Regions from separate parts of the Sus scrofa genome. Here region 1 is linked to region 2. Evidence: chromatin contacts called from public Hi-C data. All regions are on one chromosome and are shown on one strand. Each heading gives the region's core, a stretch centred on a gene start, on an enhancer-like site or on the middle of the called end of the contact. The rest is flanking DNA. Distances are from core to core; before and after follow the strand shown. Region 1 overlaps FAM171A1 (protein FAM171A1). Region 2 overlaps FAM171A1 (protein FAM171A1).

What was found. A called contact is a pair of places that touch in the nucleus more often than the background predicts.
Region 1: a Hi-C map of liver shows a contact between it and region 2, with 20 times the contacts expected there. The contact joins two enhancer-like sites. A contact is called at or near these places in 9 of 47 Hi-C or Micro-C datasets (embryonic fibroblasts, heart right ventricle, liver and 3 more) and 1 of 2 datasets of contacts at active chromatin or transcription factors (skeletal muscle).

Annotation. Positions count from the first base shown.
Region 1 is chr10:46,590,284-46,596,743 of Sscrofa11.1, reverse strand. FAM171A1 (protein FAM171A1) reads right to left here. Exons shown (of 8, transcript XM_003130736.6): 6 at 3,025-3,141. Among named protein-coding and RNA genes, the nearest start is that of NMT2, 54 kb to the left of the region's middle. Within about 2 kb of position 4,758, at least 27 of the 83 cell types and tissues checked have an H3K27ac peak or open chromatin away from gene starts, as enhancers often do. A contact at or near this core is called in liver, mesenteric adipose tissue and retroperitoneal adipose tissue, where this site is marked.
Region 2 is chr10:46,507,565-46,513,708 of Sscrofa11.1, reverse strand. The region is part of intron 1 of FAM171A1 (protein FAM171A1); the gene reads right to left. Among named protein-coding and RNA genes, the nearest start is that of FAM171A1, 61 kb to the right of the region's middle. Within about 2 kb of position 4,893, at least 31 of the 83 cell types and tissues checked have an H3K27ac peak or open chromatin away from gene starts, as enhancers often do. A contact at or near this core is called in liver, mesenteric adipose tissue and retroperitoneal adipose tissue, where this site is marked.

The DNA of each region.
Region 1 (6,460 bases), core at 3,509-6,008, 83 kb before region 2:
ATCCTTAACCCACTGAGCCACCAGGGAATTCCTGTACATGACTTTTTTTGGGGGGCGTGCCTGAGGCGTATGGAGTTCCTGGGCCAGGGATCAGATTCAAGCCATAGTTGCCATCTTTGTCACAGCTGCAGCGGTGCCAGATCCTTTAACCCACTGTGCTGGGCTAGGGATAGAACCTGCATCTTGTCGCTGCAGAGAGGCCCCTGATCCCATTGCGCCACAGTGGGAACTCCACAATATGTGACCTTTTAATAAAAGCAAACTGGATTCAGGATCATGCAATGAGTGGGACTCATCTACTCAGAGACATGGCCTGACAACCTAGGATTTTATGATCCTGTGGGAGGAAAAAAAAAAAATCACGAGGTTTTATTCTCACTTTCCCTGGGCAATGATTACTATGTAGAGAGCCCATGGCCTAAATGAATCAATTGAATAGTTAAATAAATGTACTATGACTTAAGAAAATAATCCACAGCTTATTACAGGGGTATCCAGGGTTTCTAAACTGCCTCCCGTTTTTAAAAATAAAAGCTTCCGGAGTTCCCATCATGGCGCAGTGGTTAACGAATCTGACTAGGAACCATGAGGTTGCAGGTTCGGTCCCTGCCCTTGCTCAGTGGGTTAATGATCTGGCGTTGCCGTGAGCTGTGGTGTAGGTTGCAGACGCGGCTCAGATCCTGCGTTGCTGTGGCTCTGGTGTAGGCTGGTGGCTATGGCTCCGATTCGACCCCTAGCCTGGGAACCTCCATATGCCACGGGAGTGGCCCAAGAAATAGCAAAAAGACAAAAAATAAAAAAATTAAAAAAAAATAAATAAAAGCTTCCTTTCTAGTATGTTTTCAAATTGGCCAACCTGATGTAGTCGCAGAACTCTCCAGAACTTAGAGACAAAGGTACAGAGGTAAACATATTTTCTTTGAATTTACATTGGGAAGAATCCCAAGATCCTGGTACTTTACTCACTCCTTATGTTCAACAGTATTAAGAATCTATCTTTTTCTTTCTTTCTTTCTGGGTGGCCAAAAAAAAAAAAAAAGAAAAAAAATTAGGGTTTTCTCTTTCATTCTCTAGTTAAGAAGAAAATATGGCTGTGAATTTTATAAAGATTTCCACTGGCAGAAGTTAAAATAATAAATTTTAAGTACTTAAAAGGATGGAGCTTCAGTTATGTGGAAATGATTTTATTTGGGGAACTCCTGCCAAGGCATTACCTATGTCTGTGGGATTTTCCCTATGTTTAAAAAAAAAAAAAAAAAAAAGCCTCTCTGAACAATTAAGGCTGTATATAGTTGTCAGTAATTTTTCCAGCTTTTGCAAATATTAACTCCCACTCCATTGAAATGATTTATAATTGGGAGATAAAGTGTTATCTTCTGAACTTAAATAATGACTCTATGTTCAAAAATCAGCAAGTCTCCTTGGGTTTAGCTAGCTTTTAAGAGATTTAGCTCCTTCCGAAGATTTTTAAAAAAATCTATCTCATAGAATATCAAAAATCAACCAATAAATGGGTGTTCATGGTGTTTAGTAATCACAATAATACCACTTTGACATAACATATAACCACATTCCTTCCCATCTTTTGGTGCTCTGCCAGAACACCCGGACACCAGTAAGTGCCCAAGTGTTACAATTTGGGGAGGTTTTCACTATTGCTGTCAATCTGCCTCTACCAACATTAAGATAGATTCTTAGGGAGTTCCCACTGTGGCTTAGTGGGTTAAGAACTCGACATAGTGCCTGTGGCCTCGCTCGGTAGGTTAAGGATCTGGCAATGCCATGAGCTTCGGCAGAGTTCTCAGATGTGGCTCAGGTTTGGCATTGCTGTGGCTGTGGTGCAGGGTGGCAGCTGTAGCTCTGATTGGACCCCTAGCCCAGAAACTTCCATATGGTGCAGGTGCGGCCCTAAAAAACAAACAAATTTTAGGGAGTTTGCCTGGTGGCAAAGAGGATTAAGAATCCGGTATTGTCACTGTAGTGGCTTGGATCGCTGCTGTGGCTCAAGGTCTGATTCCCAGTCTGAGAACTTTTAAATGCCGTGGGCATGGCCAAAGCCCCTTCCTGCCGCCAACACAAAAAGATTTTAGTCATATTTTGAAAAATACAAGTTAATTCACGTATCCTAAATGGAGAGGATTTTTTTTTTTTTTTTCCCCGCCCTTCGGTATATGGAGTTCCTGGGCCAGGGATTGGATCCAAACCACAGGTGCAACTTATACCAGATCCTTTAACCCACTGTGCCGGGCTGGGGATTGAACCTGCATCCTGGTGCTGCAGGATGCTACCAATCCTGGTGCACCACAGCAGGAACTCCTGAATCTTCTTTTAGATGCGAAACAACAGGCTTGCTGTGAAGCCTTTTACAAATGCCCAGTCAAGGTTTTGGCCCCAAGAAGCCTCCAAGGGTGAGTTCCTTTCCTCACGTGTTTTCTTACACGGGCCACAGCTGTTTCAGGAATTAGGGAGGAGATCCAGACCGCCTCTGTGGGCTTTGGATTAAGAATTCCCTACAGCAGCTGTCTGAGCAAAACAGAGATTCGAGACTATTTTCTATGCATTATTCTTATCCTCGATGGGAGACTTCCAACCAGAACTCCCCACCCCCACAAAACAGCTTCCTCTCATTGTTCGATTTTTTTCATACTTTCAACCATTTTTGAGGAAGATGTGATCTCCCTGCTGAAGACACTTTTTTTTTTTTTTTTTCTTTGTGTTTTTAGGTCCCCACTCATGGCACATGGACGTTCTCAGGCTAGGGGTCAAATTGGAGCTACGGCCACCGGCCTACATCACAGCCACGGCAACTCAGGATCTGAGCCATGTCTGTGACCTATTCCGCAGCTCACAGCAACACCGGATTCTCAACCCACTGAGCGAGGCCAGGGATTGAACCCCCGTCCACATGGATACTTAGTTGGGCTTGTTACTGCTAAGCCACCTTGGGAACTTTCCAAAGTACACTTAGCCTGAACCCTCAAAGGCATCAATCCCCATCCCTGCAGGTGTTGGGGATCCTGTTACCTGGGTTGGGGGGTGACATGGCTGCCACCCAGTACCCCAACTGAGGGGCAATGTAGGTCCACGTCAGCTGGCTGCCTTCCTGGTGCACAAGGCCGAGACCACTCTTCAGCCACGTTCCTGTGAAATGCAGAAAAACACTTCAGCCGGAGGCCTGCTCAACTCCTCTTTGAGGCTTAAAAGCACAGTCCAGATCACCTTAAGTGTCATGTTTACAACCCATTCGAGAGCCCAAGGGGTCAGGCTATCAGGGAGGGACTGCATTCTGCTTTCTGCAGAAATTCTTTTTTTTTTTTTTTTTTTTTTTTTTGGTCCTTTTAGGGCCACACCTGCGGCAGAGGGAAGTTTCCAGGCTAGGGGTCCAATCAGAGCTGCAACTGCCAGCCTACACCACAGCCACAGCAATACCAGATTTAAGCCAAGTCTGTGACCTACACCACAGCTCAAGCCAATGCCGGATCCTTAACTCACTGAGCAAGGCCAGGGATCAAACCTGCACCCTCATGGATACTAGTTGGGTTCATTTCCACTGAGCCACGATGCAAACTCCTCTGCAGGAATTCTTTTCCCTACCTTTCAGGAAAGAGTCGGACTATGTTCTTGGCCTTTCTGACTCAATTACTTTCAGCTCCTTTATCGCATGCACATCCCCGCTTCCAAACACGGAAAATGTTATAGCAGAAGCCTTTCCAGTTTACGACTATGCCATCTTGGCCGAGCTCCTCCAGAAGCCTCTGGAGTTTAGAAACAGAATCAAGGTACAGCCTGGAAACGGTTAGGGGGCGGGGAAAGAAGAGGGAAAACTCTGGCACTGTGGCTATGCTTCATCCTCCAGCAAATAAACGGATTTCCTCTCCGGAATCACAGACTGGTGACATCAGAGTTGCTTGGGGAAGTTTTAAAAATGCAATATACAGATTCCTTGGTTCCCTCTTATGGGCAGATTCTAACCCGTAACCCTGGCTTAGGTGAGTATTTTAAGAAGCTTCCTGTTGGCTCTAAGGTTGGGAGACACTAAGTAAGTCCAGGCTGGTGCTGTCTTTCCGTCACTACTTTAACTAGTCTTTAACATTAACGAGTACCCACTGTGAGCTGGCTGGTTACGGCTATGTGTTTTGTGTGTACGTTATCCATAGTTGTCACAACCACCCTCCCGAGTAGGACTTATTTTCCCCGTTTGGACAAGGACGCTGGAGATGGGTGAGACACGGCACTCTTCTGAGGCCTTGGGGTAGAGAACAGAGCAGGGCAGCCTAGGTCCGTCTGTCTGTCTGTCTTCAAGCCCAGTGCTATTTCTTCCACTCAGCCCTGCTGTGTGTCCTACAAAACTTGCCAGCCTTTGATAATCTTTTCACTTTGTAAGGTTTCCAGGAGCAGGCCGCATCGCCCAAGGGCCCATGCGGCTGTCACCTGTCTCGCCCGCAGAAAACTTTGCTTTGAGGCCCAGGAGGCAAGAGTGTGCTGACCTGGCCTCCCCATGGTGTGGGCGCACCCACCCGACCCACCAGCCCGGAGACACTGGGCACTCACATGGGGCTCCTCCTAGGATCACCAGCCCCCTGACAAGGCCACGTGGAATCCTGCCCACCCTGGGCCTCAATGCACCAGTTGTGCACCAAATATTCCCCCACCCCCATCTTTCCTAGGTATACACATCACCGAGGTGGCAAGAGTGGCTCACTCCCCTTGCAGGAAAGAAACAATACTTGGCACAGCTTCTAGGGCCTATGAGTTGCCATAGCAGCATTCAAATGTAGTAGGTGGCCCAGCAATGCTTCCCCAGCACATCCCCGCCCCCCCACTTCCCGGAGAGGCCAGGCGTCAGAAGGCGAGGTCTGATGCCCCCAACGCAACAGGCTGAATCATGGCTCTGGAGGATTTAGATTCAAGTTAGAGGAGACCATGACCGGGAGGGTTTCCAAAATGAGTCTAAGGACAAGGATGCTGAACGCAGGGTCATTGGCTGAGAGCATCCACCCAGAAATGGTTCAGCTGCTCGGAGCATCACTCACTCCAGGGGGCTGCTGAGGAAGGGAAGCAGAGGGCGTTTGACACATGCGGCTAAAGGGTTTCTGGGTTGGGTCAGGAAGTCTGCCTGGAGGCAGAGAACGGATTGTTTGCCACCACTTCCAGCTTCCCCTGGGGAAGCGGGGGAACCCACGCTGATTAGCTCATGACTAACACACCCCACCCCACTCCCACAGGAGCAGCCCTGCCAGGATCTCCTATCAGCCAGGAAGCGGCTTGCATTCTTTGGTTTGCAGTTTCCCCCAGATTAGATTCTTGAGTCACTGCTCTTCAAGGGGAGCGGATACCAGGATTAGGCTAAAGGACCCGGAGGAAAAGAGCTGGAGGCTCCGAGTCCTCATTTGTGCTGGTTCAAGGGCAAACCACCTACCTGGCCGACTACACTGCCTTGGCTTTTGACGCAGCCACAGTCCAAGTGGAAGTGGCCTTTTCAAACATCTCACAGTTAGCCTGTGGGCGAGCCTATTGGCTAGATAGACAGACAGACAGACACCCCCCCACCCACACCCACACCCAGCTAACAGGCCCCCAAGTCCAGCCTGTGATGCTGGTGGGAGCCAGAAAAGCCAGAAAAGCACCTACAAGCCGCTCTGGGAGTGCAGTGAGGGTGCCCCTGGGGTGGGCAGGGAAGGCTGGGGGTGAGCTGGGCTCTGGGGAACTGACAGGACTGTCACCTGGGGGGTGGGGCTGGGGGAGCAGAAAGGACAAGCATCCACAGAGGCACAGAAGATTCCCGGGGTGGGGGGAGGCCAGCGGGGCAGGAAGGAGGGAGCCTGGGAAGGGCTGGGCAGGGCTGGGCAGGGCTTCCAGTGCCAGGAGCAATGGGAGGCCACCGGCTTGTCCCTGGAGGCACAGAGGAGGCGAGGTCACGGCTGCTCTGACCCCCCACAGCCCGCCCCCGTTCTTCCTAGCTTGGCCCTCCCAACGCGTACCTGTCCTCACAACACATCCTCTGTGACTCTGCCCTCAACTGCTGTTCCTACCACACATGGCTTTCCTCTCTTCCAAAAATCTGCCCAACTTCACGATCAAGTCCTGCGTTTACTCCAAGTCCCTCCAGCATGCAGGGGTCTTCCACGGCTCAGGGACCCCAGGGCATGTTCCTCCATGATCCAATTTCCAGAAGCAAACCTTGCCTAAGTTGCTAACCTCCTATCTGATGCCCAACATCCTCTCTGCTGGTGTGAGCCCGAGTCCTCTGCTCCTTCTGTCTCCTCTGCACCCAGCATTATCCTTGGCATGGCAACACCATAGTATTGAGTGTGAGAGCCTGACATGCAAACCCCACCCCCCCAAATAACATCAGATGACCTTCCGTGCAAAGCTGGGTGTGTCTGGCAGGAAAGATCTCCTTCCGGAAGTGCAGCTAAGACGGGGAGCCCACTCCTTCAGACCAGAGGGAACAAGGCCA
Region 2 (6,144 bases), core at 3,644-6,143:
GAATTTATTTATTTATTTATTTATTTTTTTGGTCTTTTTTTTTTTTGCTATTTCTTGGCCGCTCCGCGCATATGAGGTTCCAGCTAGGGTTGAATCGGTCATTAACCACTGAGCAAGGCAGGACCGAACCGCAACCTCATGTCCCAGTCGATTCGTAACCACTGACACGACAGAATCAGAATGTGAATTTAAATCCACAAAGAAGGAGTTCCCATCATGGCACAGTGGAAATGAATCCGACTAGTATCCATGAGGATGCTGGCTTGATCCCTGGCCTTGCTCAGTGGGTCAGGGATCTGGTGTTGCATGAGCTGTGGTATAGGTCACAGATGAGGCTCGGATGCTGTTGTGGCTGTGGCATAGGCTGGCGGCTACAGCTCTGATTAGACCCCTAGCCTGGGAACCTCCATGTGCCGAAAGTGTGGCCCTAAAAAGAAAAAAAAAACAAAACTCCACAAAGAAAATTAAATTTTTGGAAGTGAAGAATCTACCTTTTTTTTTTTTTTCTTTTTACAGCTGCACCTGCAGCATATGGAAGTTCCCGGGTTAGGGGTCGAGTTGGAGCAGGAGCTGCAGGCCTACGCCACAGCCGCAGCAACACCAGATCTGAACCACATTTGTGACCTAGGCCACAGCTCACAGCAACACTGGATCCTTAGCGCACAAGTGAGGCCAGGGATGGCAACTGCATTCTCATACAACACTGGGTCCTTATAACCCACTGAGCCACAATGGGAACTCCGCATCTAACTTCTAAATGCTTGCTTTCAGACATGAAGGAAATCTGCATTTTTAATGCTTTAATGAAAAACACAGGAAAATGCTACTATGTTAATGAAGAGAGCTTTCTGTGATCATTATATTTTTGCTTAGTGATAGGGTACATCTTCAGTTTGGAGGAAAGAAGATAAAAGGTATGTTTCATTTCTAAACTCTGAACTCTAACTTGGGTAGGTCTCTGGGGTTTGTTCTTCAAGCACCAAAAATAAAGTTGTCGTCTAGGTCTGGGGCCAGCCATGCTGACGGTTAAGAGACGGTCTCCATCAGCCAATCATAGTTGATATTTAAATTTTCCTTCTGGCCTTGAATGACCAAATATGTAAAAGAATGACCTGGGGAGTTCCTGTCGTGGCGCAGCAGAAATGAATCCGACTAGGAACCATGAGGTTGTGGGTTTGATTCCTGGCCTCGCTCAGTGGGTTAAGGATCCGGTGTTGCCATGAGCTGTGGTGTAGGCCACAGATGCGGCTCAGATCCTGCTTGCTATGGCTCTGGCGTAGGCCGGTGGCTACAGCTCCAATTAGACCCCTGGCCTGGGAACCTCCATATGCCACGGGTGTGGCCCTAAAAAGTCAAAAAAAAAGAATGACCTGTTTCCAATTTCTATTGTCATGACTGTGTGGAGCAGGTATAGATCAAGGGAATGAGTTTGGCCAGGGAGGAATCTGGTGGGAAATTGTACTACAAAATCATTTTTATAATATGTATATATATCATTTATATATAATACATATTTTATATATGTCATTTTTATAACATATATATTTATATACACGCATGTGTGTGTATATATATATATATATAGAGAGAGAGAGGATGTTACAGTTTCGAAAGAACATAGGTCCTATTATTTGATATTGGTAAGAATCTCATGACACAGAGCAGGTGATGTCCCCTGCCTACAGTAAAGGTAAGTGTGACCTAAAAAGCTTAAAAATACCCTAAAAACAGCAGAGTTAAGAGGCAAGCTGGACTGGTTTTGTGGCCCGGCAGGGTGGTACCCTGTGACGGGCCTGGGCCAGGTCTGCAGAGAAGCAGCAGCCTGCTCCCTCTTGGCTGCGCCTCTACCCTAAAAGCCCTCTAGAAGCTCTCCTCAGCTGGCCTGACTTTAAAACAAACCTTTCTTCTTAAAGACCTGGTGGGTCTTTAAGCATCAATCCTCCAGAAATCCTCTCTCTCCCTCTCTACCTCCGAGGGTCTGGGAAGCAGCTCCCAATGGTTTCCAGCAGGATGGACCTTAACCGCAGGAGGAACAGAGTCCAGGTAGCACTGGGCTCAGGGAACCTGAGGGATCCAGGATGGAGGATGCCCTGATGCACTTTTGTTCTGAGCGTCATCTTTTCACGCACTTACAGTTCATCGGGTCTTCCCTGTTCCCTAAAACAATACACATTTACAACTAGCGACTTCCCTTTCAAGAACAGGCCACCTATTTTCAAACTGCAAGTCTAAGCATTCCTGTTTGACGACTGAGCAGGCGTTTGTGCTTTTATGAGCACAATATGCGACAAGCCTTCTGCCAGCACAGATATAATCTCGATGCAGCATTTCAAAGCTTTTTTTTTTTTTTTTTTTTGGCCACATCCACTGGCTTGTACAAGTTCCTGGGCCAGGGATCAAACCCGCTGCCCCAGTGGCTTGGGTTGCTGCAATGACAATGCTGGATCCTTACTCTGCTGCGCCACAGGAAAACTCCAGCATTTCAAAAATTTCCATTTGTATTTAACATTTCAGTAAGTTGGAATGGATGGAGAAGATAGAAAAAAAATTAAACCTGTATTCTCTTTTAATTATTTTGGGTCCTTTGGCTTCAGCAGTAGGTAATGGCATATAAAGGCTCCAGTCTGTGTGATGCAACCTCTGTGCAAATGCTTTTGTTTCCTCCTTTAAAAACAGATGTGATCTTCCTCTTGTCATTAAAAAGGAACAGTAGGAATTCTCTGGTGGTACAATGGGTTAAGGATCCAGTGTTGTCACTGCAGCTGCTTGGGTCGCTCCCATGCCTCGGGTTCCATCCCTGGCCCAGGAACTTCTGCATGCCGCATATGTGGCCACAAAAGGAGGGGGGGGGGCAATAGTAAATAAAGCATAATTGCCATTCACCCTGGGATCCCACCACCTCAAATAAGCTCTAAAATGCTGCTCTGGGGGCTTAGACAGAAACCTTGGCTCACATCTGCTAGGTCTGGTGCACGTTCTAGGCCCCCAAAGCTGCCTGTTATTCAAGCACTGCCTTTCGAGTCTGAGCAGATCAGAAGGCCAGCAAAGAGGGAGACGAAGAGCCCCCTGCTTATAAAAGCGCTCAAGGAAGATCAACAGGAGGAAAGCACACTCAAGGTCGAAAGAGGCGAGGTTAGACCCGAGGCGCTATTTCTCCTGACATGTCAGCCTCACCCCACCCCCAATGTGCGCTGCTGAGCTGGGAAATGAGTCCACTGTTTTCAAGACTGTTTGGCCTTAGAGTCCCCTCTGCAAAACACTACAGCAAGGAGGCAAATGTGGTGACTGCTCTGGCTGGAGCCTGGTACAGAGAGGCTGGAGAGGGCAGGGGGCCTAGAGCACCGCCTTCTCTGAGACCTTCCCCTGTCTGTCTGTGCCTCCAGGCTGAGGTTCAAACTGAAGTTGCACTAACCGTGCAAACTGAACTTCTGACTTTTAAAAAAAATCTGGCACCGGCATGCAAATCAGCTACTCTTCTCAGTTCAGCACGTTTTTGCTTTTGGAGCAAGATGTTCTTGATGAAGCAAGCAGAGGGGTGACTTCATTCTGGCGTGAGCTCTGTGCCTCCCTGGATGCCGGGAACAGAGCACGGGTCTGGGGGACCAGCTCCAGGGTTCTGGAGTCTTATAGCCCTTGAGAAGAATGTGCTTCTTCCACCTTGGAATTTCTACTCTGATCAGCAGGCGCTGCTTTGCGATGCTAGAACCTCCTCTCTGTGCCAGGAATCATCAGCTGGAAAAAGGGAATCTGGGAGACCTCAGTGTCCTTGGAAGGAGAATCTCTGCTCTGGGGCGGAAATGCCCTCGAATTCCCTGACCCAGGTGGCAGCCTATTCCAGGATGAGAGCTGTGGATGTTAGAAAATCCTTCCTTTTCCTGACCTAAAATGTTCCCTTCTGTAACTTCTCTCTCCTCATTACCCTAACAAGTGCATAGGGTGTCAAAGAGGAAGACTCAGCTTTCCTCCTAAGGATCCAGCAAGAATTGGGAGAAGATAATATCTAAACCACAGAGGGCTTCAACATCAATTAGATACACTGTAGACATCAATTAGATACACTGTAACAAGTTAACTTTACTGGAAAAGAGAAACTGACCATTTTTAAGCATAGGAGATCTAGGTACTTGTAGATTTTCAACTTCTGTGCTTTTGCCTATTTCCAAGTTTTTTATTTATTATTTTTTTGGCTGTGCCCAAGCATGCAGAAGTTCCCAGGTCAGGGATTGAAACCAAGCAACTGCTATCACCAGAGCCACAGCAGTGACAAGGCTGGATCCTTAACCCACTGCACCACGAGGGAACTCCAAGTCTTTTATTTATTTATTTGTTTGTTTGTTTTGCTTTTGGGGGTCACACCTGCAGCATATGGAGGCTGCCAGGTTAGGCGTCCAATTGGAGCTACAGCTGCTGGCCTACACCACAGCCACAGCAATGCAGGATCTGAGCCATATCTGTGACCTATACCGCAGCTCATGGCAACACCAAATCCTTACCTAGCTGAGCAAGGCCAGTGATCGAACCTGCATCCTCAGGGATACTAGTCGAGTCTGTAACCCACTGAGCCACAACAGGAACTCCTCCAAGTCTTTCATAATAAAGCACATCCCCACTAAAAGGAAAATTAAGGTGCATAAATAAACATTCCCAGGGTAAAGAAAAGGACAGCCTTCCTGAGCCAGTAATTCCATTCAGTCTTCACACTGTCATTCTTAACTTGGAAAAAATGAAAAAGAATCATTTATGGGTTTGTAGGAGTGTATGATCTCAGGAAAGTTAGCCTCCACTGTTCTGAAAAGAGGGCACTTCGGTTCTTGCCAGAAGAGAGCAGAACCGCACTGCGTCCACACTCTGAGCCAACAGGAGTGGCTCCTTCCCTATGTCCTTGATCCCCAGAGCTGAACGCCAGGACACGCAGGAATCTGGCCTCTCCTCCCACTATCTGGTCTGAAGTCCTCTCTGTCTCGCTGACAGATATTTCCTGTTGACAATATGCTTCCCTGATCGGAACCAGAGAAGCCAACTCCCGCTGCCAAAACCCGATGACGCGGAGGGGGAGGGGTGAGGTTCCAGGCGTCCGATCACAGGGTAGGACAGACCACCACCCTGTCACTGGAAGGGGCTTCCGCACCGGAGGCCACATACAACGGGATAAAAGCACGGGCCTGAATTCACGCCATCATCGTCGCTGAGATCGTGATGTCATTGGCACCGACACAAAAGAGAAGGCCATTGGGCATGTTTTAGAATTCTTTCATTTAGCTGATTAACCAAACACTCATGGTGAAAAGCCCCGCAGACGGGGACCCTTGCAGATGGGAACTGGTGCAGCCTGGCCTATGTGCAAGTCTTTTTTTGAGGCCAGCAATGTGGGGAAAACCATCATCTGGAGCGTGAACCATGTTTACTATAGAAGGGAGAGGTTTCCTGGGTCTGGCCAGAGACCCAACACCACAGGCGGAACGTGGCAGGCAGCGCTGTGCGAGAATCAGCGATTCCCGGGGAAAGCGTTCCAGGGACTCCGGCCCGACCTCATTCATTCCTGGAGCAGAGGAAGGCATTCCATCCCAGCCCCCAAAGCCCGCCTCCCCTTCCCGGGTACCTGGGGGAAAGGTCAGGGAGGGTGTGGACCCTGCCTCCTCCCCCTCCCTGGATGCCCCCCCCACCCCCGACCCCGGCCCCCAAGCCTGGGAGGCTACAGCAGCAGGAAAGGAGCTGCACCAGCGCCCCCAGGGCTAAGTCTCTCTCCTCTCCCCCTGGAGTCCAGGCTGTGCTGTGTGCTGTGCCCTGTGTGCCCTGTGCTGTGGTCGGGCCTTGTCTGTCCTCACCATCACTCTGCTGTGGGATTAGGGAAAGAGGGTACCTCCAGGCCTTTTTCTTTTTAGGGCCACATCTGTGGCATATGGAAGTTTCTGGACTAGGGGTCAAATCAAATCAGAGCTGCAGGTGCCGGTCTACACCACAGCCACAACGACACCAGATCTGAGCTGCATCTGTGACCTACACCACAGCTGACGGTAACGCCGGATCCTTAACCCCCTAAGCGAGACCAGGGTTTGAACCCACATCTGCACGGACACTGTGTCGGGTTCTTAACCCCTGAGCTATGACAGGAACTCCCCTCCGGGCCTTTTTAAACCAACTTGA